3 separate regions of the Sus scrofa genome follow, and all the other regions are linked to region 2. Evidence: chromatin contacts called from public Hi-C and HiChIP or PLAC-seq data. All regions are on one chromosome and are shown on one strand. Each heading gives the region's core, a stretch centred on a gene start, on an enhancer-like site or on the middle of the called end of the contact. The rest is flanking DNA. Distances are from core to core; before and after follow the strand shown.

Evidence for each region. A called contact is a pair of places that touch in the nucleus more often than the background predicts. HiChIP or PLAC-seq counts read pairs in DNA pulled down with a chosen protein or histone mark.
Region 1: a Hi-C map of embryonic fibroblasts shows a contact between it and region 2, with 2.4 times the contacts expected there. The contact joins the promoter of KLHDC10 here to the enhancer-like site in region 2. A contact is called at or near these places in 1 of 5 promoter capture datasets (fetal liver), 2 of 47 Hi-C or Micro-C datasets (embryonic fibroblasts and epiblast stem cells) and 1 of 2 datasets of contacts at active chromatin or transcription factors (alveolar macrophages).
Region 3: an H3K27ac HiChIP or PLAC-seq map of skeletal muscle shows a contact between it and region 2, with 3 times the contacts expected there. The contact joins two enhancer-like sites. A contact is called at or near these places in 2 of 47 Hi-C or Micro-C datasets (both in embryonic fibroblasts) and 1 of 2 datasets of contacts at active chromatin or transcription factors (skeletal muscle).

What each region holds. Positions count from the first base shown.
Region 1 is chr18:18,721,812-18,725,687 of Sscrofa11.1, reverse strand. It overlaps KLHDC10 (kelch domain-containing protein 10), which reads left to right and starts at 2,598. Exons shown (of 10, transcript XM_021079115.1): 1 at 2,598-2,792. The coding sequence starts at 2,717.
Region 2 is chr18:18,490,130-18,494,102 of Sscrofa11.1, reverse strand. CPA5 (carboxypeptidase A5) reads left to right here. Exons shown (of 12, transcript XM_021078824.1): 7 at 942-1,043; 8 at 1,401-1,511; 9 at 1,940-2,030. Among named protein-coding and RNA genes, the nearest start is that of CPA1, 16 kb to the right of the region's middle. Within about 2 kb of position 2,117, at least 46 of the 83 cell types and tissues checked have an H3K27ac peak or open chromatin away from gene starts, as enhancers often do. A contact at or near this core is called in alveolar macrophages, embryonic fibroblasts, fetal liver and 1 more, where this site is marked.
Region 3 is chr18:18,652,432-18,656,354 of Sscrofa11.1, reverse strand. No RefSeq gene overlaps it. Among named protein-coding and RNA genes, the nearest start is that of TMEM209, 39 kb to the right of the region's middle. Within about 2 kb of position 1,589, at least 56 of the 83 cell types and tissues checked have an H3K27ac peak or open chromatin away from gene starts, as enhancers often do. A contact at or near this core is called in embryonic fibroblasts and skeletal muscle, where this site is marked.

The DNA.
Region 1 (3,876 bases), core at 1,349-3,848, 230 kb before region 2:
ATCATTACTAGTCAATGATTTTGGTATATTCAGAGTTAGACAACCATCACAAGTCTCTCTCTCGCTCTCTTTTTTTTTTTTGGTCTTTTTTGTCTTTCGAGGGCTGCATCTGAGGCATACGGAGGTTCCCAGGCTAGGGATCTAATCAGAGCTACAGCTGCCAGCCCACATCACAGCCACAGCAACACCAGACCCGAGCCTTGTCTGCCACCTCCACCACAGCTCACGGCAACGCCAGATCCTTAACTCACTGAGCAAGGCCAGGAATCAAACTCGAAACCTCATGGTTCCAGTTGGATTCATTTCCACTGAGCCACGATGGGAACTCCCACAAGTCTCTTTTTAACCTATAAATTTTTTTCCCTTCAAATCTCTTCTTCTATTTTTTTTGCTGAAGAGATTTGCTTGTTTATTGTGTAGATATCCATAGTCTTCCGGATTCTGCCTTTTGCATCTTTGGTTTTTTTTTTTTTTTTTTTTGCTCTTTGCTTTTCAGGGCAGCACCTTCGGCATATGGAAGATGCCAGGCTAGACACCAAATTGGAGCTGCAGCTGCCAGCCTACGCCACAGCTACAGCAGTGTAGGATCCCAGCTGAGTCTTCAACCTACACCATAGCTCACTGGCAATGCCGGATCCTCAACCCACTGGATGAAGCCAGGGATCAAACCTGCATCCTCATAGATACTAGTCAGGTTTGTAACCTGCTGAGCCACAACGGGAACTGTATTTTGAAAAAAATGTTCCTGGGTCCTTGAATTTCCTATAAACTGGTCATTAGAGGTAGACATCTGATGAGATTCAGGTTCAGTTTTTTCTACAAGGCTACTTCTTGGGCATGTTTATTTTCTAGAAGCATATAGGTCTCAGTTTTCATTTTGCGATAACACCAGTGGTTGATGTTCAATGTGTTGATCTCCGAATTCATCAGGGGTTGCAAAATGGTGATAGTTTGTCATTCGTTATTTGTTACTTGGACTATTCTTTTCTTTTTTTTTTTTTTTTTTTTTTTAGGGTCACACCCATGGCATATGGAAGTTCCCAGGCCAGAGGTTGAATTGGAGCTGTAGCCACTAGCCTACACCACAGCAACAGCAACGTCAGATCTGAGCCAGCATCTGCGACCTACACCACAGCTCCTGTTACCACCAGATCCTTATCCCACTGAGCGAGGTCAGGGATCAAACCCATGTCCTCATGGATGCTAGTCAGATTCCTTTCCACTGAGCCACTAAAGGAACTCCCGCTTGGAGTGTTGCTATGAAAAGAAAATTTTCTTCATCTACTATTTGATTACTCAGTGGTACAGATTCTTTAAAAATTAAGATTTATTAATTTTGATTTTCCTATCTTAGAACCTTAGAGCTTTTTTTTCATGTCTCATTTTTGTAAGCAGTGCTTTCTAATGCTTCATGGGTGAAATACTTCCACAGGGCCTGGAAGTAGCAAAACAAGGAGGCGGGGCCCTTGGGGGATGTGAAATTTGCACTAAGGGAATAGCATCATCAACTCAGCAGATTTTTTTTCTTTGCTTTTCTCTCCTATAGGAAGCGTCAAGCAAGAAAGAAAGGAAGAAAAACGTCCTCAGATCTAAGAATCTTGAAAAGTTTTCTTTCCCTCGAGGAATGTATATAATTTCCCCTTACCATTCAAACATCAGTAAACACTCTATTTTCCCACTTTGCCCCGCGCCCAGTAAGTTCAAAGCCAAACTCTGTTTAATTTTGGAACAATAGCAATTTCTGATCTGTACATCGACCTTTTCCTTTGATCCTGATTCTCAGTACCTGTTCCTGTCTTGCAGCTGATTCAAATTTTCTAAGAGCAAAAAGGAGTTTGATTGAACAAAAGCATTTACATAGCCATCAATCACCTATGAAAGAACCTTTTTCTTGGCGCTCTGTTCACTGCTGGATGTTATTTTAAAAAATCTTTACTAACTTCATAAGCCTGAAGTGGTTTCTCACTGGGGTCTTTAATTGCATTTTTATGATTACTGGTGAGGTTGAACATCTTCCCACGTTTGTTAACCAGGTTTAAAATTGTTTGCTTGCGACGTGGCTTATATTGAATTGAGGAGGAATTCCGCCAGTCGGCTGAAAGACAAGACAAATGAAACCTCATTCCCTTAGTTAAGCTTAGACTCCGCCCCTGGCTATTTTCCCCTCGAAGAGCGCTCTTTGTGTGTGTCAGAGAAAGGGATCTCAGTCTGTAAAGCGAGACACTGCATTGCCCCCAAATATGTGTAATATGTGCGCGTCCCGTTTCTGATTTAGGTGTTTATGCGGAAGAGTTCCCGAATCCTGAACTCCTCGAGTCAGGGCTGCCGCGGGGACTCTTTCTGCAGGCGTGGTCTCTCTCACTCGGCCTTCGATTGGCCCGCCTGATCCCGCCGGAGTCAACGCGATGCGGGCTGCCTTAACGCGGTGGATGTGAGTGATGAGTGGCTGCTTCTGCCTTTCTCTCCCCCGACTTTTTTTTTTTTTTTAGCCATAGCTATGGTTACCACGTCTCTCCCCGCCTCTCTCAACCTGCCAAGAAGACGATTGGCCATTGGCTGCCTGTCACCAAGTAAGTCAGTCATTGGTCGCTGGTGAGACCGGGCGCTCCCCCTTCCCCTGTCTCCCGGGTCTCTTGAGGAGCGCAGGAAGGAGGCTCCGCTAGTGCCGCCGGGCCACGGGCTGCCGCGACCGGGCTGCGGCAGTCGTTAGCGGGTCATGTCGGCCGCCCAGGGCTGGGACAGGAACCGCCGGAGGGGAGGAGGCGCCGCAGGAGGTGGCGGCGGCGGCGGAGGTAGCGGGGCCGGCGGGGGCAGTGGGGGCAGCGGGGGTCGGGGGACTGGCCAGCTCAACCGCTTCGTGCAACTCTCCGGGCGGCCGCACCTGCCAGGTGAGTCGTGGGACACGGTCCTGATAGCCCGCGGACGCGGCGGGAAGGCTACTGCTTCCTTTTCTTTTCTCCTTGGCTTTCTTTTCTTTGGGAGGTGGAAAGGCAGGCCCCGGGCGTAGCAGAGCGACCGGGGCTCAGAGCTAAGGAAAGGTGTCTTTGAGGTCAGGGAGGGAACAGGAGTAAAGCGGGAAAACAAAGTATTTTTGCTCTGTTGAAAGCTCTGTGCTGAGAGTTGTGTTTTCTTTTCAAAGGAGAGGTCGCTGTCTCATTGACATTCCCAAATGTTTCCTTACTCGATTCCCGGTCTCGTCCTCTTCCGCAGTTTGATCGTGTAAAAAAAAAGAAAGACATTGGCGCCTAGCTGTGGGAAATCATTTTTAAGGAGAGAAGAGGGAAGAGCATTCCAAAGAGAGATTTTGGAAAACAAAACAAAATACCTCGTGTAAAAGTTAGGCATTCTGAAACAAAAAAGGAGTAAGAAGGGTGGGTGGGAAACAGAACCGTGAGAATTAGGGAAAACTAGTAGAGTTATTAATATTTTGGAATGTCCAGAGACAGAATCGATAGTGTGTTTGAATTTTAACGGGAGGAAATGAAGATGAAAAATGTATAATTTTGAAGTGACAAAATTATGCTGTGTCTACCATATGAAAACAGATGGTTGAGAACTGGAATAATGTACCTCAGTGTGATTATTTCACGTTTTTGCCCACAATTTCCTATTCTTGTGTTGATATGCCTTGAAAATCAGACAAATCAAATCGATGTGTGTGCAGACAATTTTAAAGAGCTACATTTTGCAAGTGAATATTTAGCACAATAAAATGAAGGTGTACTACCTAGAGTGTCAAATATTATATTGGGCAAGCTTATTTTTGCCATAAAGAGAAAATGATGTGTTAATCATTCACCATGTTTTTGTAAACAAGATTGAGGTTGATTTTATCAGTGATATGTTTGTTTAACTGATGAATCTTGAGAATATGAT
Region 2 (3,973 bases), core at 868-3,367:
CTGCAGAGTGGCCGTCATCACCTTGGCCTTGGGATATGAATGTGGGTTAGTCAGCATTCTCCTGTTACCTCGGTTGGTTCATCTATTAAATGGAAAGAGAAACACGCAGAGGCCTCATTTACAAATGACTGAGGTCATCTGGTTCAGGTATCCCCACAGGTATCCCCACAGATAGGCCCGAGTCTATGAGGAGAATTTCCAGCCCTTCACAGGGGCCACTGGAAACAGAGTTTGAGTAAACTTAACTGTAACAGTACCCTTAGCCATGAAGGAGGCAGGATGGCTGAGAGTGTGGAGCCTACTAGAAAATGATTCTTCTGGGCCCTAAAGGGCACTCAGGAGTGTGGACCACTCTGGGCGTTTGACATCCAGCTCTCAGAGAAGACAGGTGCTGCTGCTCTAAACAATGCCCTGGCGGACCCCTCTGAAGGATCAAGTGGTCTCACCTAACTTAGGACTTGACTTCACCTGTGCCTGCTTTGTTTCCCTAGAGGCTGTCCATGTTCTCCCTTTAATATTGTCTAAGACCTTGCTACTCGGTGTGGTCCTTGGACTTGAAGCAGCAGCAGCATTCCTGGGAGTTTGTTAGAAATGTCTAACCTCAGTCCCCTTCCAGACCTACTGAATCAGAATCTGCATTTTAGTAAGATCCCTGAATGTCCTTTGATGTTTGAAAAGCACTAGTCTAAAATGTTTCCAAACCTGGGACATTCTCTGCTGGTTATATCACTTTGTTCTCCACCAGCGTCACTGTGTTGCCAGGGCCCCCATACATGGCACTTTATGGGCTCGTGCACAGGTTCCTGCACATACAGCCCTCCTCTTAGGAACATAGGCCTGCTCCAGGTAGTGAGGATACATCTGGAGCCTCCGTCCAGGCAGGGACAGCCCTGTAAGCTGTCTTGGTCCAAACTTGTTTGGTGCCTTTTGCTTTTCCCCAGTTCAGCACTGGAGGTTCTCAACGCCCGGCCATCTGGATTGACACTGGAATCCACTCCCGGGAATGGATCACTCATGCCACCGGCATCTGGACTGCCAGGAAGGTCAGCATGGATAATGGGGGCCGGGGCTGGGGCTGGGGCTGGGGGATGCTCAACTATTTAAGGCCACCTCCAGTTGAAAACTTATACTTGGTTTGTCTAATTCAGGCCACTCTCTACCCTCCTGCCCTTTGGAACAGCTGCCATGTGCTCTGGCCTTTTGCAGCCCAGAGCCCCCATTTATCCTCTGCTTTCTAGTATTTTAAAATCCACGCCCTTGGTTCTGCACAAGATGTATCTGATGGCCTGATGCCATTCCTGTGTCCGCCATTGGCTGTACAAATGTCCTGCTCTACCTGGGAGCAGAGCCCAGTAGTACCTCCAACCCTCACCCAGTACCCACTCTGCTCTTTCTTGCAGATTGTCAATAAATACGGCAAAGACCGCATTGTGACAGATGTACTGAACGCCATGGACATCTTCATGGAGATTGTGTCCAACCCTGATGGGTTTGCTTTTACTCATAGCATGGTGAGACCACCTGAGAGGGAGGGGCCCAGGCGTCAGCTCTGGGGGAATGGAGGAAAGGTCACTGTTGTTTTGGGCCGAAGTTCCCTGGGAGCAGGCCCCTCGGGGCTTCTTGCAGAGTCTCACTGAGGCAGGCAGTCTGCTCAGGTACCGAAGCTGCAGCTCTTACCCTCTAACCTCCCTCTTGCTGCCCAGGGAAGGCCACTGTTGGTTGGCTGTGCTCAGGCCTCTTTCTACACCCCAGCTTTAACCATAGAGCATCTGGTCTGCAGCCTTGGCCCAGCCCCATGCCAGCCCTTTCTGCCCTAGAGATTCTTTCCCTTTGCCTCTCCCTCTCCCACCAGACCTCCCCTCCTGGACTAGGATGTCAGGGACTCCTACCCCTGGGAATGGGCCCAGTGAATGAGGTCACCTGCCCGGCACTTTTTCAGAACCGCTTATGGCGAAAGAACAAGTCCAGCAGACCTGGAATCTTCTGCATTGGCGTGGATCTTAACAGGAACTGGAATTCGGGCTTTGGAGGTACCGCAGCCTGATGTGCTTGGGGGCAGGGCTGGAAAGGACTTGGTCCTTGGCACGTATCCCACACAGTCATATTATGTTGACTCATAACTGGGGAGGCTAGGCAGTTAGCTAATGCAAGTGAGTCATGGCCAGGGACAGGCAGGCACATGCCTAGGATTAGCCATGGGATATGAGGAGAGGTTGAATATGTGTATTAAATATGTATGTGCGCTAGTCCTTCATGGGAAACAGGTCCCTGCAAGGGGACTAACTGTGAGGGTCAAATCCTAACTATGACAGAGAAAGGCTTAGAGGGTCCAAAGTAGTCCTGCTCATTGTTCAAATCCCACAACGTATGTGTGCCCCTTGCCCCAAACCTCGAGCTCTTCCTTAAAGGGAGCATGCTATAAGAAAATACCTCCAAACTTATTCCCTGAGACCCTGTGACCTAAATTTTGTTCTGGGGAGGCCAGAACAAAATTTCAAATGTAGGATAGGCTAGTTCTTATCATCAACATTGACCTGAGCCTGGCTTTTATTTTTGACCCAATTACTTTGTGACCCAGGGCTGTTGGACTGGTGTTTATGTGCAGGGCTGTGTGAAACAAGGGAGGGGTGAACAGCTTCCTCCTGAGTTCCCTTGGTGTTCCTCCTGATTATCTCCTTGCCACTCCAGGAGCATAGGAACTAGATGGGGAGACCGAGGGCTCCAGAAAGCCCTGAGATGAGTATGTGGACCCTGGGAATACAGCAGTTTGATGGGTGGGGTGCTGGGTCTAGCCAAGACAGTCTCCAGAGCAGAGAGTTGTATGGGCACAGCCATGGGCCTCCAGATGTGGCTCCCACACTATACTGGGAGATCAGGGTTTGGCTCTACAAGAGGTGGTGCCATTGTTGTTGAAAAGAACATCTGCAGATGGTGGCCAAACCAACAAGACAGAACATTCGAGATCTGGGTACCCATTGCCTTGAAAATCTGTCTTGAGTCTGTTTTCATTGAAAAATAAGGATAGTTCTGAAGCATCTAGAGTGTGGCTAGCAGCCCACAGTGTGGGGGTTGCCTAAAAGTCTGTTTTTTTAACTGTTTGTGTAAAATTAGGTGTTTTTGCCTTCAAATAACCATACATTGCATCCATGTGGGCCCCTCAGAACTGGCTAAAGTGTGTGCAGTGCCCATGGACACTGAGACAGACTGGCTAGAAGACAAATTACCTCTTAAAGAAAATAACTTTTGTGGGTTTCACCACAGGAAAAAAAAAATTGGTATATACACAATGTAAAAAAAAAATGTGGAAAAAAAGCCCAGAGGGGACAAAAAGCTCCCATAATCCCACTACCCAAAGATTACTGCTTTTAATAATTTACCACGTCCTTCCAGCAATTTCCCCTTGCTACAAATTACATTTTTAGAGAAGGAAAAATAAATAGCTAATGAATCCATTAGCAGGTACTTGTGAAACAGGCAGGCTCAGAGGACTTTGACTATGAACGTCAGAGAGAGGCAGGCAGCTAATTCCCATTTGGTCAGGGGAAGATTAGTTTATTCTGCTTAGCTCAAACCAGAACTAATGGCCTGAAGTGTTTCTCCATATTTGGGCAAAGCCACCTGGTCGTTGGCAGGGGAACCGCTTTCCATGCGTGGGCTGCAAACGCAGACAAAGCTTTCAGCCTCCCCCGCTCTGCTCATCTGTTGCTATTTGTCATTCATCAAGTGTAGCAGGTGCAGAAGCTCCCAGCAGACACAACAAACAAGGCCACTGTTAGCTGGACGCACTCCAGCCTGTGAGGCCGCTTCTTACCCCCTTGTTCCTTCCAGGCACATCCCCCTTCTAACCAGAGTCCATCCCTACCCCCATCCATGAGGACTGGCAAACCAAGAGGGGGTCCACTCCCAGGTGACAGAATTGCCTCTGGGCCTGCCTGTGGCCAGAAATAGCAAGTGTCTTGTTGGTGACTCAGGC
Region 3 (3,923 bases), core at 340-2,839, 160 kb before region 2:
CTTTAATCCACCCTGCTCCGCCAGGATGGAACCCGCGTCCTGGCTCTGCAGAGACGCCCCGCCGTGGGAACTCCCAAAGCACACTTCGAGAATCACTCTATAAGGAACACAAACCGAGGCCCTTCCCGGTAACAGTCTCTGGGAGGGAACGTTAACTGGGGGGGGTTAGGGTTCTACGGTGTAAGCCTCCTCCCCGGGGGGCACCGTCACCCCACGGCTGCCCCCACACCGCACACAACGCACAGTCACGTAATCCGCACCCAACACAGCCCACCCAACACCCGAGCCATCCACCTCACAAAAAACACACCCCACCCTCCACCCTGCACTCGCTCGCCCAGCCCACAAAGATACGAGGGGCCATTCACCCCTGTCTCAGGCCTATAATCTGTGACGCACGGCAGGGTGAGCTGGCCGCCCGCGCGGTGACGCAGGTGACAGGCTCGCTCTGCTGGCTTTGGCCTTTAGAGACAACGTGCGTCACCGCCTCACGACGAGCCGAGCCGGGGCTGCGCGGGCAGGTGAGGCCCGGCGGCTGCTGTTCCCTCCCCAGCTCGGCCGCTGAAGAGCCTCTTACCTCAGCGCGGCTGTGCTGATCTCATTCGCAGACGCAGAACATGGAGACGGGGGCGGAAAGCGCTGGGAAGGTGGACGCAGCGAGGCCCTGGGTCTCGGAAGTGCCCATAGCTCCGCGGAGGGACGCGGGGGGGCGAGAGGACCCTGAAGGCCCTGTGCAGGGTCAGGCGGGGGACAGAGGCCCGGCACGGGCCTGCCCCTGGCCGGTCCCAGGGCTGAAGAGGGCGCCTGCCCCCGCCCTCCATCCCCCTCCTCAGCTGGGGCAGAGAAATTTCTGGCAGGAGAAAGACAAGCAGGGGGGACCACCACGGAGTATGAAAAGCTCCCTCGTCCTCGGGAGTCGCGGGCACAGCTGTGGAAACGCTAACATCTGGCGTGTGGCCCCCGAGTAACCTCCTGGATCCCGGGAGGAGCTGGTGCTTGATTAACGCCTGGCCGGGAGGGCAGGTTAGAGGCCATGGCTGCCCTTCCTCGCTCCCCCTGCCCGGACCAGGCAGAGCGACAGCCCGCCTAGGGGTAGAATTTGGGCACAGAGGCTCCCCGGGCCGAGCTGGGCCTCCTGCAGCTGCAGAGGAGCGCGGCTGAGTTTCTGACCCCAGCCTGGGGCCTCCCCGCTCCGCCTCCCCTTCCCCCTCCCCCTCCGCTCCGAGGAGCTCCGGGACCACCGGGGCCTGGGGGCAGCAGGGAGGGGCTGTCGGCTCTGAATGGGATCTTCTAGAAATGGGGCCACAGAATGTTAGTCTTCCAGGTCTGTGGGGACCCAGGAGCCTGCGGGATGAGGGGCCCGACGGCTTGGGAAGCCACTGGCAGGTCTCCAGCTTATGGTAGGGGAGGCAAAACAGATGGGTTTCTTTTGCCCACACTCGCCAGGGCACCAGAAAACTCGTGGTCACCAGCCTAGGAGTCGTGGGCAGGCAGGACAGCCCGTGGTGCTGTGGCCGTGACCACCAGAGCCTCAGGGCGCGTCACGCAGGGGTGTCCTTTCCTTCCCGGAAGGGCACAGGCTTGGTCTTCCGCGAGGGCGGGGCTGCGGGGGCTGGAAGTAAGTCTGCTTCCCTCAGGCTCTTCAGAAGCCCCAGGTCCTCAGTGTGCGGTGCGGGAGAGGAAGAGGGACGGGAAAGGCGAGGGACTGAGGGCTGGAGGGTATCGGGCCTGCTCCGAAGGTAGCTGAGGCCAGCGGGGCCAGGGGCAGAGACACCAGCGGATTCTGGACTCCAGCCAGGAGCAGGTGGCCATCAGACCCCAGGCTTCCCGTCCCACCCCTTGAGGCCCCTGCAGGAAGCCTGGCACCTTTCCCGGCGCCAGCTGTGTAGCCTGGCACCAAGTCTGCACCCAGGAGAGCCCGCAGCCGGCGCTCTGCCCAAGGGACTGGATGCCTGACTCACTCCGTGCTTGCTAATCACTCCCCTCTCCGCCGTCTGGCATGGTGTCTCACACGGGCTTCTTTCCCCTGGAGAAAAGCGTGCCCATCTGACACCTCTGCCTGCCTGCTAACCATGACACATTCATCTGTCCTTGCCACTGCCTCTGCTCCGTGCAGCCCCCACGCCGCCCTCTCCTGCCTGCTGCCTCCTGCTCCAACCTCTGCCAGGATGACTGTGGGTGTGTCCATCCCCCACCCGGGCCAGCGTCTGCACCTGGCAGGCAGGCTGTGTCCAGCAGCCCACCTGTAACCTCTCTGCTTACCTCTACCGCAAATGGCACACACCCACTGCCTGGAGGAGTCTGAGAAGGGAGCATCAAAGCTCAGGGGCCAAGCCCTTCTTTCTCAGGCCACCACTCAGCTTTTCCATGACCAGTGGCACTTTTCCTAAAGGGAGCCAAGAACAGGGTGACTTCTGGTTTTGTCTCTGCTTTGCCCAGAGACCAGAGGAAGAGTCCAGCCCGAGTAGGCAGTGGGAGGTCCTGAGACTGTCCAGGATACTGGTGACCTGGCACCACAGAGCCAGCCTGATGGGGAAAATGACCCTGTCCTGTAGTGCTGCTAGGGCTCCCTGGGGACACAGTCCCCAGGCCAGACCTCTAGAGTGGGTTCTGGTACACAGCACCAAGCTGGACTCTGGGTACTCACAGACCCTTTCTGGGCTTCTGTGTCTTCTGTAAAATGAGACAATCCATCTGTTTGATCCCCAAGACACATCCACATTTTCTGAGCCTGACAAGGAAAAAAATCTCACCTAAAAGCTGAAGTAGGTTGAAAAGTCAACATTACTTGCCTGTGGGTTTCACAATATGTAACAGCTTCCTTCTTTTTTATTTTCAGGCTAAATATGGAATCGGCCTCATAGGCCTGTGACCTGGACAATCATACAGAACCCCATGCCTAGAAGGGGCCTGGGCTGGGTTTAATGATCTGCTGTGGCTGTCTTAAAAATCTTGATAGGAGTTCCTGCTGTGGAGCAGTGGATTAAAGTGCCCGGCTTTGCCGAAGCTGTAGCTTGGATTCAATCCCTGGCCTGAGAACTTCCATGTGTTCTGGGTGTGGGGCTATTAAACAAACAAACAAACAAACAAAAACAAAAAACCAACCAACAAACAAAAGTCTTGATAATTTTTTTTTGACCTTGCCTGTGGCATGTGGAAGTTCCTGGGCCAGGGATCAAAGCCCTGCCACAGCAGTGACCGGAGAGGTCTTGATAATTTTTGAACTAGGGACCCACATTTTCATTTTGTACTGCATCCTGCAAATATGAAGCTGGTGCTGGCTAAAAATACCCAGAATGTTGGTCAAGAAGCAGCAGCATGGTTGTGTCTGGCCTTTGCTCTATAGAATTTTGGCATCTAGAATACAGAAATGTTGAACACACCCTCATTTTTGAGTGCCTGGGGAAGGGGAAGAGGGTGAGCCGATTAAGGAAGTACTTGGTGAGAGTTAAATCGTTCAAGGCGACTTGGAGTCCCATATCCACAGTACTGTCCTTGGAGTCAGGCACAAGCCAGGGCTCTGCAATTGGTTCAGACATCTACTGCAGGGGAAGATGACTCCTGTCACCTAATCTCCATCCTCTGCTTCTCCCTGTAGTGCTAGGATTATTAGCTGGTCATGGCCCCCAAGACAACTTTCCCCAGATTCCTTTGCAGTTAGTTGTGTCTGTGTCATCATGTGATGAAGAGCTGGCCAATGGGCTATACCTGCAAGTGTTTGCTACCACTCAGTTGGTGTGTGCCCTTTTTTCTGAGTTGGATTTTTGATCCATAACATAGTAGAAGTTTTACACCTTTAGAATAGGATCTGAAAGAGAAAAATATATGCTTAGTTGTTATCATTTCATAATAGAAATTTAAGAGTGAATTGGCACATAGGTACCCTTTAATGTTTAGTTCTTCAAACAGGAAGCTGCAAATAG